Linked DNA regions of Mus musculus: all the other regions are linked to region 1. Evidence: chromatin contacts called from public promoter capture Hi-C data. All regions are on one chromosome and are shown on one strand. Each heading gives the region's core, a stretch centred on a gene start, on an enhancer-like site or on the middle of the called end of the contact. The rest is flanking DNA. Distances are from core to core; before and after follow the strand shown. Region 1 holds the start of Psmd11 (proteasome (prosome, macropain) 26S subunit, non-ATPase, 11). Region 2 holds the start of AA465934 (expressed sequence AA465934). Region 3 holds the start of Fndc8 (fibronectin type III domain containing 8). Region 4 holds the start of Lig3 (ligase III, DNA, ATP-dependent). Region 5 holds the start of Cct6b (chaperonin containing Tcp1, subunit 6b (zeta)).

Region 1 (2,649 bases), core at 107-2,606:
CATCAACATCCTGGCAGTCCCTCATATACCTGCATTCACCAACAACTTGTTGATCCAATCCGAATCTCCCAGGCTACATTTGAAAGCTCACGCCGGGCGGGCATAGTGGCACACGCCTTTAACGCCAGCACTTGGGAGGCAGAGACAGGCGGATTTCTGAGTTCAAGGCCAGCCTGGTCTACAAAGTAAGTTTCAGGACAGCCAGGGCTACATGGAGAAAATCTGTCTCAAAAAACCAAAAAAAAAAAAAAAAAAAAAAACCTCACATTACCACAGGAGGAAGCTCATTCTCTAACTGAACCCTTAAGGAATGAATATTAAAAGGCCTTCTCTGCCATCAACCACTTATTTCTATTTACACCTGAATCCCAGTAGAAAGCGACCGGCTGGAGGTTCCTACTTCAACTTTCCTGTTGCCCTACGGTTTAAGACAATCACGCTATGGTATTAAAATTTTTCTTTTTCTCCAGCAATGTGCGGCCCGCCGGTCCCAAAAAGTTCCCTGAACGACAGCCTCTCAGAACTCAGAACTAAACTTCAACCCCTACTGGGAAAAATGAGTCACCTCCTCTGTCCCGGCGGTCCCACTCGGACGACACTTCAGCTCACAAGCTACACCGGTCAAATACCAATCTTAAGCGTGTGGCACCCCTCAACTTCCCACACCCAGAAAGTGGCCCTCTGCTGCCGGCGGCTGCGGCTGAGGGCTGGCTGTAAGCGACAGCTCCCAGCGTCCCGGAAGAAAACTCCAAGAGAAGCGCTCGCGCTCCCACCCGGAGCAACCTGTGCTGATAACAACGGCGGGAAATGTCAGTCCTGCGCGGCAGTCGCCCGGACCTCTCAACAACACACTCTCCGACCCGTCTGTCCCGGGCCGCCACTCTCAGCCCCCGGCCAGCTCGCGCGGGCCACAATCGGGGACCCTTGAGGGGTAGCGAACCTGGCCCGGCCCGCTCGCCACGCTGCGCTGCGCTGCGCCCACCGTGAGTCAGCAGGCAGCAGGTGGACGGGCCGGCTGCCTAGGGGCTTCCCGCCCGATTGGAAGCCATGGGGCTCCTGGGGTCCCCGAGCGGCCTGCGCCCCCAGCCCGGCCCCCCTCACACACAGTGAGTCAGCAGCACCATAGCCGGCTAGCCCGGCCCCTCTCCGCCGCCTCCGACCCACACAGGCCGCGCCGGGACGGCGGAGCCGCGGGGACGGCGCCAGGCCCTTTACCGATGGAGTGGAGGATGTCGATGGAGGCCTCCCGGTCGGTGCTGAGTAGAGACTGGGCTCTCTGGAACTCCACCACCGCTGCGGCCGCCATCTTACCGCTCTCACACCGTCCCCGGCCGCGGCCGCCGACGCCGGAAACACACACCCGGAAGACCCGCCCTCGCGTTCCTACCAGAAGACCCCGCCTCCCTTCTCCGAGCACCCCGGGAGTTGTAGTCTCTCTGCCCCGTGGGTGGCCCAGGAGCGTCCCGCAAGCGACAAACGAGCTCCCCCATCGCCATCTCGCGGCCATCTGAAGAGACAAACCGAAATTAATCCCCACCACTCCAAAAGAGGCTGAGTACTCAAGGAAAGCTGCTTGGCTGTTTGTATAGTATCCCCGTGTAACCAGTCACTCATAGCGATAGATGATCTTTCAAATTGCCTATTATGTGGCAGGAATAGCACCGTTCAGATTCATTCAGATGTTTTGCAGGGAGGACACATACACACACTCCCTTCCAGGACGGAAGAAATCGCCAATGTAAAAGAACACTGTCTTTCACAAATAGCCATTCCATCATCGGACAGAGCTTCACATTGTGGATTGAAAGTCATCTTTGACCCAATCATTCAATCTAAATAGTTCTTGAGATTCACATTTGACTCATACCAGCTTTCCAGCTCAACAATAGAACAAAATTTTCCTCCCGTATCTCCAATTCCTTCAACTGTAATAGGATATCTGTGAAGATATCAAGGGAAAGGGGAAAAAAGCATGTTTCTTATCACTAAGGATCAACCTAAAGATGTTGCTAAACCTATACAGAGGGAGACCTTCTAAGTTGATGACAATCTGGAAATTAAATAGCTGTGCTGTATAAAAAACTAAGTAGAACCAACATTATACTCCTCTATGACTGGACTAATCAATCTCTATACCTGTCTCCTTTCATTTGTCCAACAATACTCAACAAGAGTCTTTGAAAAAATATTTAATTAATACCTAAGGAAACTGAAGGGAATAAAGTGACTGACAGAACTGAGACCTGGTAGGAAAGACATTCCCACCCTTTGCATTTTCTAATGAAATCTGGGTAATATCCCACCATGCTGGTAACAGAAGTCCTGACTTTGTTGTGTCACGTGAACTAAACTGGCTTCCAAATTCTCCCAACTCTGAAATTCCATGAACTTCGGTGTAATGCTGTGATCATCCCCCCCCCCCCACACACACACACACACACACTCACCCAAGAAGTCATTCCTTCTTTCTCAATCTGATGGAGAGCTAATGAGACTATACTGAATTCATTTGTTGTTGTAGTTTTTAAGTTTTTACTTCTATGTCTGTCTGTCTGTGGGAACTCACATGCCATGGCATGCACATGGAGAAGGGAACTCTTGCAGAAGTCAGTACTCACAATCATGGCCAGCCCAGAGATTGAACTCAGG
Region 2 (2,649 bases), core at 87-2,586, 2.9 Mb before region 1:
TGAATGAGGCCTTAGGTCAATTCCCAGAAAGACCATCACCACAACCAAACAACCTCCAAAACAACAAAAATCAAGCCAGGGGCAGTGGTGGTTACACCTGTAATCCTACTGCTTTGGGAGGCTGGGGCAGAAGAATCCTGAGTTTGAGGCCATGGTGGGCTAGCTATACAGACTCTGTCTTTAAAACAAAATAAAGGGGCTGGAGAGATGGCTCAGTGGTTAAGAGCACTGACTGCTCTTCCAGGGGTTCTGAGTTCAATTCCTAGCAACCACATGGTGGCTCACAACCATCTGTAATGGGCCTCCTCTAGCATGTCTGAAGACAGCGACAGTGTACCCATATACATGAAATAAATAAATCTTTTAAAAACAACAAAATAAAAACCCCAAAATAACCCATTTACCCCTTAACTAGTTAATAACATAATCCTAACGAATCTTACAGACTACCCAACCTAGACTATTAAAGTTCTCAAATCTACTATTAGAGCTTGTGTTCCCCTGCCCCAGAGAAACCCTTCCTGCTGTCAGCTCTGCCTCTCCATACTGCTGCCACTTTACACAGGAAACCTTATCTCGATTAATCCCAAAGGAAGGCTCTGCCCTTTGAATTACAGAAGCAAAGTTTGTGAAACCGATTCCGCTTAAAGATCCAGACAGACATGGTGGTACCTGATTCCAAGTTCCTGCCATGCCAGCAGGTACCTAGTTCTCTGCCTCACAGCACTCATCTCATGGCAACTGGTGTGCCAACTATGCGCCAGTTCACGAGTTTTCCCCCATCTCTCCCACCAGCCCCATCTCACTGAGTTCCTAAAGAACTGGGGAAGCGTGTTAACAGCCTGGAACAAAAGGGTTCAATTAAGTGACCTTGGTAAGCCTAATCCCATGGCTTTTAATTAGAAATGCATGAGCACAATTTATAACGCCATCTTACCTCCAAATGTCACACGGATAAGGACCATACCTCGGGCATCTTCAAGCACTCATTCCCCCATCCTCTAATTCATGGCGCTCTGCACAGATTCCTTTGCTGACCAGAGAGGACTTACACACAGGTTCTCAAAGCAAAAAAAAAAAAAAAAAAAAAAAAAAAAAAAAAAAGATAAAAGTCCAAACCCGCCAACTTCGGGAGCCTGAAGCCATCCTTGGTAGGGAAAGAGGACTGAGGACGGAGTCGGGGCTTCAATCGGCTCCCAACCTGGATTCTTCATTCCGCAGTCTTGGACAGGGACAATCTGGGCTGCAGAGGATGACCCGATGAGCGCTAGGACACTGCGTCCGGGGCACACTGGCTTCCCGCGTCCTCTCCCCTCCGCCTCTTCGGGCCTGCATCCCACAGCCCCGCGCGCGTCAGTAAGCCAATCCCACGGCAGCCAGAGCTTCACGTGACAACTATAAGGCGGTGCCTGCATGAAGAGCAGCCAATCGAAAGGTGAAGTGAAAGCAAGGGGTGGAGCTGACCTAAAGGTGGAGGCTGCTTCCCCGGGCTTTCTAGGCGTCTGGGTCTGTGTCTCGCGACTTAGGCCTGTGGTTTTTGCTCAGAAAGCGACGCTGGTTTTCTTCTTACACAATTCTCTACTCACGGGACTCCGGGCGACTGTTAGGCGTAGTGATTTTACCATTGCTTCGATGGAGAATGGGGAGAAGAGAGAGACTCCTATCTTGAACACTTTTTAAAAAAAAAACAGATTTTAAAAATGATCTATTTGTGATTATACATGTGTGTTTTGCCTGCATTCGTGTCTGTGCACTATGCCAACACAGAGCCCGCAGAGATCAGAAACAGGTATCAGATCTTCTGGAACTGGAGTTACAGATGGTTGTGAGCTGCCATGTGAGTGCTGGTAATCAAACCCTGGTATTGGGCATTCTAAATAATTAAAGATGCCCTGAGAAAAGTGCAGCTAAATATCAAATTGCCAAGGCCAGCACGGACGATCTCCTGGGAGAAGAGACATTTCATTTAGGTCCTGAAGAGCCTTAAGATCTCCTGATTCCCCCCTGGCGTGGTGATGCACGCCTTTAAACCCAGTACTTAGGAGGAGGCAGAAGCATATCTTAGTTTGAGACCACCTTGATCTAATAGGGAGCTCCAGGATAGTCAGAAGTATAGAGAGACAGAAAGATCAAGAAAATTATTAAACTCAAGATGAGTTAGCTGAAAAATCTAGTTTTCCAAATGTTGGCAAAGCTAAAAATCATTGTTGGGGTGCTTCTCAAAATTCCGTGAACTCTAGAAACAAGCAAAGACCTGTTAATCGTCCGTCGTCCAGTGTAAAAAAGTAATAGTAAAAACTCCAAATTGATTGTGACCCATAACTGACCCAATAGAATACTTCAAGCACTCCAGGAACAATTCTGAGTCACTGCAAAGTTTAAGGACTCCTGTGTTAGTGATAGGAGATTAGGAAGACAGGCTGAGACTTTGCTAAGAGCACAAACCAGTTGGATGCAAACTTGAAGAGTAGAGGGAGACTGAATATTTCAGAGGCCAAGTAATGAAGTGATCAGAGTAATATTTAAGGAAACAGTGTACACGCATGTTCAGAGTGAGACAGTGTAAACACTCCGAAACTGATTTCAAGAGCTAAGAAGAGTTAAGTGATAATGACAGTGGAAATGGAGAGGTGACAAACAAGGATTGTG
Region 3 (2,649 bases), core at 111-2,610, 2.5 Mb before region 1:
TGTAGCCCTGGCTGTCCTGGAACTCACTCTGTAGACCAGGCTGGCCTCGAACTCAGAAATCTGCTTGCCTCTGCCTCCCAAGTGCTGGGACTAAAGGCATGTGTCACCACTGCCCAGCAAAAAAAAAAAAAAAAAAAAAAAAGCAATTATAAAAGATTTCGATGGGCGGTGGTGGCACACACCTTTAATCCCAGCACTTGGGAGACAGAGACAAGCAGATTTCTGAGTTTGAGACCATCCTGGTCTACAGAGTGAGTTCCAGGACAGCCAGGGCTACACAGAGAAACCCTGTCTCGAAAACAAACAAACAAACAAACAAAAAAAGATTTCATGTCTGGGGCTGGAGAGATGACTCAGTGGTTAAGAGCACGCACTGGCTGTTCTTGTAGAAGACAGAGTTCAATTCCCAGCATCCACATAGTAGCTCAAGACAGTGCTAACAGAACATTAGATTAAGCCCAGGGCCCACTCACGGGTCACTTCAATGAGATTGTACTATTTCCTCAGTAGTCACCCTGCACACCGTTTCCCTGGAAATCTTCCTCTAAGAAGTCTCCCTTTTTTGCACCATATCCCAAGCTATCCCAAGCCCTTGGTTTCTCAAGCTGCCCTGTGACGGCATTTACCAGGCTGTACTGTATCTCCTTTATTGTCTGATGCCCCCCACCTCTGACACCACTGGCACCAGGCGTGACATTTTTTTTGGAGGCAGGGACCATGTTTCCCACCTCTGCATCCCCCAACTTGATGCTGGGTCATATTTCTCACCAGGAAGCAGAGAGTTTTGTGGTATGAAGCAGAGAAAATTCAGACTGACTTAGCAGACCAGTGAACCTCAGCTGGAAGGCAGGTGGGGCATTAAAGTGAGAGAAATGAGGGAGAGAAGACAGGGGTAGCAGAGAGTGGCAAGCAGAATAGGAAGCACCCCCTGGCTAGTCCAGGAAGGTCAGCTAGAATGGGGAACCCACATCCTCTCAAAACTGATGTGGGGCTCAGGGCGGGTGCATGGGGAACCTCCTGATATGTTCTTCCCTGAAGGACCCACCACAGTGGGCTGCAAAGCTTCTCCAGCCTTAGAAATGAGGACCCCAAATCGTGTCTTACATGACATCGGTGTTTTCTTCCTCTGAGAAGCTGGCCAAGCTGCGTCTTGACGGGAGCAGGAGGCCTTTGGTAGCCATGGACCGGTTAATAAACTTAGGATTTGGACAGGGCTTTGGCAGTTGGTCAATCACATTGATAACATTGAGGGCTTCCTTCTTCGGTACAGCCTCCTCTCCACCCCCCACTTTACAGAATACCGTCGCCATCTGGTGTGGGTGGGGCGCAGGGTTGCCACCACCCTCCAGGACAACCAGCTGGCAGGAAGCAGAGAAAAACTGAGGCAAAGGTCTCACCCTTCATTTGGGTGAGAAGGTTTGCAGTGCTCTGACTTCACAATCATCACAGAGTGTAACAATCGGGGGGCCAGCCTCCCCTTGATAGGAAGTTTGCTGTGCAGCTGGACAGACCAAACGCCTGGGTTAGGGGTGGGCTTGAGCCAAGAAAGAAACTTGATGGCCCCTTCCAGCACACATGACCCTCTCTAGGTCACGTTTGTGGTCACAACTACTCGGTCCTCTTCTGAGGACTTCAAAAGGCTTAATTGCCTGTGCCTCTTTAGAGCTGTCCAGGAAGGGGTAGCAGGCTAGTGGCACAGAGAACACCACTTGGCCTGAGCCAACCAGACTTTGAAGAGAAGGCCTTTGCCTACTGATACTTCTAAGGCTCTCTATCCTGGGATCTAAGCAGCAAATCCCACCATAGCCAGTAACGCAGGCACAGTGAAAGCTTACTGTGGGTTGTAGCTCACAGAGTAGCTGGTTTCAGGGCCAGGATTCCAAACACCTTGAAAGATTGAGAGACAATGGTGAACATGAGGAGATATTTCTAAAAATGAGCCCTGCAGCTGGATATGGACTGGAGATTCAGTTCTGTGCTTCCTATCTGTATAAATCAAAGAATAACAATCTTACTGAGCCCAAATTCCTTCAACTACAAAATACAGGCAGAAATAGAACCTCACTCGTGGGTTTTGTAAAACTGCTTTATTTCTTCCACTAGATGTGGTTAAAAAAATCAAAATAGTATTTTATATACTCAAGCATTTCCCTACTTCCATTAAAACCTCTGGAAAATGTTGGGCTAGACAAATGGCTAAGTGGTTAAGAGCACTGACTGCTCTCCCAGAAGACCAGTACCCACATGGTGGCTCTTAACCATCTGTAACTCCAGTCCAAGGGATCTGACCCTCTCTCTGGCTGCCTTGGGTACCAGGCATGCCAGGATTGCATAGACATCCATGCAGGCAAAACATCTATATACGTAAGATAGAACTTGATAAATTTGGAAAATATAGGGACACAGGTACTCTCTGTGAACTTCGCTGGATCTCAGCTTGATCATACAATCTGTAATGATCTGAATTGATCCACTTTCATTGTCTTCCTAACAAGAATGCTACTAGAAGTCAGGGATGCTTCACTCTGTAAATATTGAGTTAGGTAGAGTGAGTGTCCCCTAGCTTTGCAAATAGAGGCTGGTATACACAAGAGACTCGTTGGAAGACTCGCTGGACACACAAAATGTGTGTGTGTGTGTGTGTGTGTG
Region 4 (2,649 bases), core at 52-2,551, 2.4 Mb before region 1:
GACCCTAGCCAGACACCTTAGTTGGCCGATCCGATCCTCCCACCTCCAGCCCTAGAATTATAGGTATGAACCACCAAGCATGACTTCAGTTTATTTTCTATTATTTATTTTTCGGTTTTTTTGTTTGTTTGTTTTTAGATAGATTTTTCTATGTAGCTCTGGCTGTCCTGGAAGTCACTAGGAAGAGCAAGCTAGTGTTCTGAGTGCAGGGATTAAAGGCGTGTGCTACCACACCCGGCCCCAGTTTTATCTTAAAAAACAACAAAAAAACAACAACAATTACAACAGGACTAAGAGCTAGTTATGGTGGTTCTCGTCTGTAATCATATCAGAAGGCAAAGACAGAAGGATTGCTGTGCGTTCGAAGCTAGAAAGTCTGGTTTACTTAGTAAATTTCTGTCTAGCCAGGGTACGTCGTCAAGACCGTCTCAAAAGGAAAACAAGCAAGAAAACAAACCCCCCAAAGATTAGAACTACTTCATGGGGTGGTTAGGAAAACTACAAGGAGTACGAGGGCAAGCCGGACGTGGAGTTCTGAAGTTTGTATACCAAACTTGTGTATTTGACAATGTTCGACTTGGGGGAGGGGAGGTCCGTAACTGGCAGACTCAGGGGGTCACACAAGCCCTAACCGTTAAGAATCTGAGAGGCGAGTGAAGGCCGGCAAGGGCTGAGGAGGAGCTCAGGGCGAGTAGGAGTTCAACTTTCCGCAGAGTAGGGTGGGTAGGGTGTCGTATCGCCCATCCCGGGATACGACAAATAACTACCCGGGGAGACCGGCGCGAGGAGGCCGGGAGCCCGAAGAGCAAGCAGCACGCCGTTCTGCCCACAGGCTGTGCGGGCGAGCCGCGGCCGCGCAACAAGGCGGCGGAGAGGGACCGGCGGCGGCCCGGCCCCGACCCCCTGAGAATGCCCACTCTGGCATCCTGCCCTTCCCGGTGGCTGCCCAGGGTCCCGGGGGCCGCGGGCCTCCCGTGGGCTCCCGTGGGGGCGCCACGTCACGGAGGGTGTGCCCCCAGGCTGAGCGGCGGGCGGGGGAGGAGCCACGGCCACTCCAGCCACGCCGCGTTCGGCCCCGGCCCTCCCCACACGGCGCACCGCGGCCCGCCGCTCCGCGCCGCGCCGCCCCTCACCTGCCTTCTCGGCTGCCCTGGCTCTGACGCTCCGCACGAGCCACCGGACCAGGCGCCCACAAGGCCACGGGTCCCGCACGATGAATAGACCGCCTGTCTCTTTAAATACGGGTACTCCAGCCGGAGGCAGGGCGCAGGCGCAGTAACCGACTTGCGCCCTCGGACCCCGCCCCCTCCGGTCGCCACGTGGGTCGCTGTTCTATTCCTACCCGGAAATCTTGAACTGAGTGTTGGGTTGGAGTGGCGGCTTGGGGCGCAGCGTCCCTGAACTTCCTAGAGTTTCTCAGATTGTTAGATATTGAAGGTAGTGTTGAAAAATCATTGCAGTGATCCTAGGGATGGGAAGCTCGAGTCGTTCCACCTGTGTCTTCCGCACCGCAGGAGTTTTGCTGAATTAAAAGGCACTACTTTAATTAAAAAGGTAATTAGAAAATGTGAAGAACAGGGACTGTGGCCCCGTTTATGTCATTTAGCGAACTAGTGCTTCTAAACCTCAAATAGGCTCTGTGAGTTCAAGATGGCTAATTTTTCAAAAAATAAAAGTATTCAGGCCTTGTTCAGTCTGGGAAGGGCAAACAGTTGGGCTTTGTTAGGTAAATAAAGTGCAGATCGTGGAACTAAGTTCTATTTCTGAGGAAGAGTTTAGCTTTTTTTCCATAGGGAAAGAACGCTGTGAGGGGTCACTATAGTTGAAGCTGGTCAGGGGAGAGACTAAGACAAGCCGACTCACTAAAAGGCTGTTGTCCATATCAAAGTGGCCTTGAGATGGAGAGGAAGGTGTATGCTTGAATCTGTGTGAGGTGCTCAGTTATTTGTTCATAGAAATGAAGGGCTGATAGACGAGGTCTTTAACAGAACTGGAGAATGAGCCGAGGGAGGCTCTCTGGAGTTCAAGGTTGAGTGTCTGCTGTACTGAGGCCAGCTAGATCCTGGTGTTTGAAATGAGGTGAAGGCTCTTTGTTTTCTCTTAACTTGCAGCAGGATAAACCTGGGTTTGGAGTTCGGAAGGCCTTAGGCTCAAGGGCTCCAGTTGAGGAAGCGTGAACATTTTGACTGGAGTTGATCTTAACCCAATGGACTTTCCCTGTGCTGACCAACCCTTTCATCACAAGCAATATATTCGGTTGCTGAGCCCTGGAAATGTAAGCAGTCTGAAGTGAGAGATGCTGTAAATGAACACTGTACACTGACAAGTACCCAACACTTCCCCAAAGAGAGTAAAATACCTCATTAATAGTAATAGTGCATATATTCCAGTTATTTGCTGGCCAATTTTTTATGTGTTCGGTTAAAGAATATTTACTGTCACTCACCTGTTTGGTTTTACTGTCTTTGAACTAGGGCATCAGAAACGATGGGGCTGCGTGCTTAACTCCCATTGTTATGGCTCCAGCTCAGCACTCCACAGACAGAAAGCCTGTGGTGAGGAGCAGTGGGTATCTGCAAAGGCTTTCTCTTCTTAGACCGGGTTTCTCTGTGTAGCCCTGGCTGTCCCGGAACTCAAACTTTGTAGACC
Region 5 (2,649 bases), core at 66-2,565, 2.3 Mb before region 1:
CATTTTATAATAAATAGCACCGCACACAGTACCATCCCCAAAGTATTACTCCTCACTGGCTTACTTTATCCCAACAATTAGGGGTATCCAAGGTCAGAGGAACCCAAGAACTTGGACACAGCACTTTTTAAGGGACAGCGGGGACTGATGGAAAGCTTGGGTCTTCAAAACCTTACAGCAAAGCCCCCTTTACCCTCCAGTCCTGAGACAGCAAATCCTGTAATTCTCCTTCGTCGTCACTGTCCACATTCTCCTCTTCCTTTTTCTGAAGTTCTTTTATGGTCAAAACCTCTTTAAGTTTGTTTTTTATTTCATCCTGGCGATTCCGCAGCTTTTCCACTCGGCGGTAACATTCTATCTGCTCATCAATCTCTCCAATCTGCCGGTCCAACCGTCCCTCCTCATCCTCTTCAGCAACGATCGCTTCAGAGATAGTGTTGACTTGCCTCATAGCCTTTTGAAACTCGTCCCACTCTTTGTCCATCTGATCCTTTGGGGCATCCACCTTCCGGACCTTTGCATCTACCTCAGGGTCGTCGAAGAACCCTTCTGGTAATGCTTCGGCGGTGTTCTCTCTTCTTTCCACCACTTTTTCATGTATTTCTGCTTTCTCAATGGACCCTGAATGAGGAACTAAGGGGGCCTTGGGAGGATTTGTATTAAACGGATCGTTTGGCAGCACATTGCTTGTTGTCTCCCTCGGAGAGGCAAGCGAGTGTTCTTTGCCCTGTGCATCCGGAAGATGCTTGCTGCTGTCCCTTCTTTCTTCTCCACCTCCCTCTTCTTCCTCCTCTTCCTCATCGTCATAATCAGGCAGTAAACCGAGTCCAGGTTTACTGGGGGCCGCCCTAGCGGCATCCAAGTTGGCGGACGAGGCTGAGGTGGAGGGCTGTACCTGAGGTCCCGCGGAGGCCTTGGCTTTCTTGGCGTCTTGGCTCTCCACATCCGTCGCTCTCCTCTTGGTGGCCTGAGGTACAGTGCCGGTCGACGGGCCCTGGGTTGCTCCTTTGGCGCCTTTCAGCTCCGCTACTCTCTCCCGGTGCTGCTTTCCCAGAACATGGGTCTGCCACAGGAGCTCGCTCTTGACCGGGGTGTTACACAGTGCGCAGCTCAGCTGCCCCAGACGGTTGTACTTGGCGAATGGAGATTCGATCCTCTTCCGGTTGGTGCTCAGGCGCTGCTTCTCCCTCATCAAGCGCCTCAGTTCTTCCTGATTCACCACTCGCTTCCCAGCCGGAGTCCGAGTAGAGGTGGAGGACGCCATGTTTGCGCCCAGGACTCAGGCGAGTCTAGCTTCCGAGGCGTGATAGCGTCACTTCCTGTTATGGCGCCGATTGGCCCACACTCAGGAGTGTGGGCGTGGCGCCAGGGTTCGGAGTCGGCAAGTTTGGGGCTGGACTGTTGAACCATGGCTGCGATCAAAATCGCTAACCCTGGCGCTGAAGTGACCCGGAGCCAAGCGGCCTTGGCTGTGAACATCTGCGCCGCCCGTGGGCTGCAGGATGTGCTGCGTCCCACCTTGGGTCCTAAGGGCGCGCTAAAAATGTGAGATGCCGCTAGAGTGTGCGGGGTGTCGCGGCTCACTCTGATTCTGATGCTGATCAGTGAAAACCTGTGAGCAATGCTGCGACATTTAGACACCCGGTTTCCTCTCTCTCACTCCTGCTCTTAGGATTCTCTAGCCGAGGAAGAGAGCGCCTCCCCGAAGAAAAGACTCCGTCAATAGAAACTGTTAGCCTTGTGCGCGCGCTCAGCAGACGTTGGGCTGCAGCTCCGCCGCAGGCAGTATTGTTTTGACGTGGTGGAGTGGTACTGGCTTTGGAGCTAGGCAGGCATAGGTTCAAATTCAAGTTCCATTATCTTCCAGCAGTTGGGACTCTCCGCACCTACAGTTCTTCATGTTTAGTCATCCATTTGGACATATGTTTATTTAGCACCATTGTTTTACGAAGAAAGAAGAGTAGGGGAGATCAAAAGGTCTCTTGGGAAAGAGACACCCTGAGAGGAATGAGCAAAGTAGCGTTTATAGTAAACGAGTCCACTTAACACTAGATGCTGGAAAAACAGATGGGATAGTTTCTGTCCTTTCCTTTAAAAACCTGATTTATATTTACGTGTGCACATCTGTCTGAGTTTATGTGCATCAGGTGTGAGCAGATGCCCCCAGAGGTCAGAGGGTGACAGATCCCTAGAACTCGAGTTATAGGCAGTTGTAAGCCATTTGATATGGGTGCTGGAGACCAAGCTCAGATCCTCTTCAAAAACAATAAGTGCTTTTTAACTGCTGAGCCATCTCTCTAGCCTTTGAGATGGTATCCTTAAAGTGACATGGCAGTGACAGGTATGTCAATTATATAGAGATGCAAATGATTTTACAGAGGAAAGGGCCCAATTACCGATGATTGAAGGAAAATCCTCTCAGATATCAGGGGATGTTTGATCAGAGTTGTAGAAGAATGAGTGACAGGAATCAAGACCTCCTAGTGGTGTAAATCCACCAGAAATAAACATTATAATGCATTAAGGGAACAGAAAGACCTACTGTGGGAATAATGGTGGATGGAACAGGAGAGTTTGGAAAAGGCCAAGTATGTTACTGATAAATTACCTGGATTTTTATCTTGAAGATGGTAGAGAATGTAACATCTT

What was found. Promoter capture Hi-C pulls out the DNA fragments that hold promoters and counts their contacts.
Region 2: a promoter capture Hi-C map of liver shows a contact between it and region 1, with 5 times the contacts expected there. The contact joins the promoter of AA465934 here to the promoter of Psmd11 in region 1. A contact is called at or near these places in 5 of 39 promoter capture datasets (cranial neural crest, hippocampal neurons, liver and 1 more) and 2 of 115 datasets of contacts at active chromatin or transcription factors (astrocytes and pro-B cells).
Region 3: a contact with region 1 is called in a promoter capture Hi-C map of liver, with 2.7 times the contacts expected there. The contact joins the promoter of Fndc8 here to the promoter of Psmd11 in region 1. A contact is called at or near these places in 5 of 39 promoter capture datasets (the 3T3-L1 cell line, embryonic stem cells, hippocampal neurons and 1 more).
Region 4: a contact with region 1 is called in a promoter capture Hi-C map of liver, with 4 times the contacts expected there. The contact joins the promoter of Lig3 here to the promoter of Psmd11 in region 1. A contact is called at or near these places in 3 of 39 promoter capture datasets (embryonic stem cells, liver and pre-B cells).
Region 5: a contact with region 1 is called in a promoter capture Hi-C map of liver, with 3 times the contacts expected there. The contact joins the promoter of Cct6b here to the promoter of Psmd11 in region 1. A contact is called at or near these places in 3 of 39 promoter capture datasets (the 3T3-L1 cell line, liver and stem cell-derived epiblast-like cells) and 1 of 115 datasets of contacts at active chromatin or transcription factors (embryonic stem cells).

What each region holds. Positions count from the first base shown.
Region 1 is chr11:80,427,322-80,429,970 of GRCm38.p6, reverse strand. Psmd11 (proteasome (prosome, macropain) 26S subunit, non-ATPase, 11) reads right to left here and starts at 1,356. Exons shown (of 14, transcript NM_178616.3): 1 at 1,216-1,356. The coding sequence starts at 1,306.
Region 2 is chr11:83,290,386-83,293,034 of GRCm38.p6, reverse strand. It overlaps AA465934 (expressed sequence AA465934), which reads right to left and starts at 1,336. Exons shown (of 3, transcript NR_028363.2): 1 at 1,202-1,336; 2 at 938-1,061.
Region 3 is chr11:82,890,856-82,893,504 of GRCm38.p6, reverse strand. Fndc8 (fibronectin type III domain containing 8) reads right to left here and starts at 1,360. Exons shown (of 4, transcript NM_030224.1): 1 at 1,105-1,360. The coding sequence starts at 1,310.
Region 4 is chr11:82,779,761-82,782,409 of GRCm38.p6, reverse strand. Lig3 (ligase III, DNA, ATP-dependent) reads right to left here and starts at 1,301. Exons shown (of 20, transcript NM_010716.3): 1 at 1,134-1,301. Gm11423 (predicted gene 11423) reads left to right here and starts at 1,368. Exons shown (of 3, transcript NR_126067.1): 1 at 1,368-1,554; 2 at 2,112-2,275; 3 at 2,475-2,649.
Region 5 is chr11:82,762,987-82,765,635 of GRCm38.p6, reverse strand. It overlaps Cct6b (chaperonin containing Tcp1, subunit 6b (zeta)), which reads left to right and starts at 1,315. Exons shown (of 14, transcript NM_009839.3): 1 at 1,315-1,545. The coding sequence starts at 1,409. Zfp830 (zinc finger protein 830) reads right to left here and starts at 1,291. Exons shown (of 1, transcript NM_025884.4): 1 at 1-1,291. The coding sequence starts at 1,264. The coding sequence ends at 173.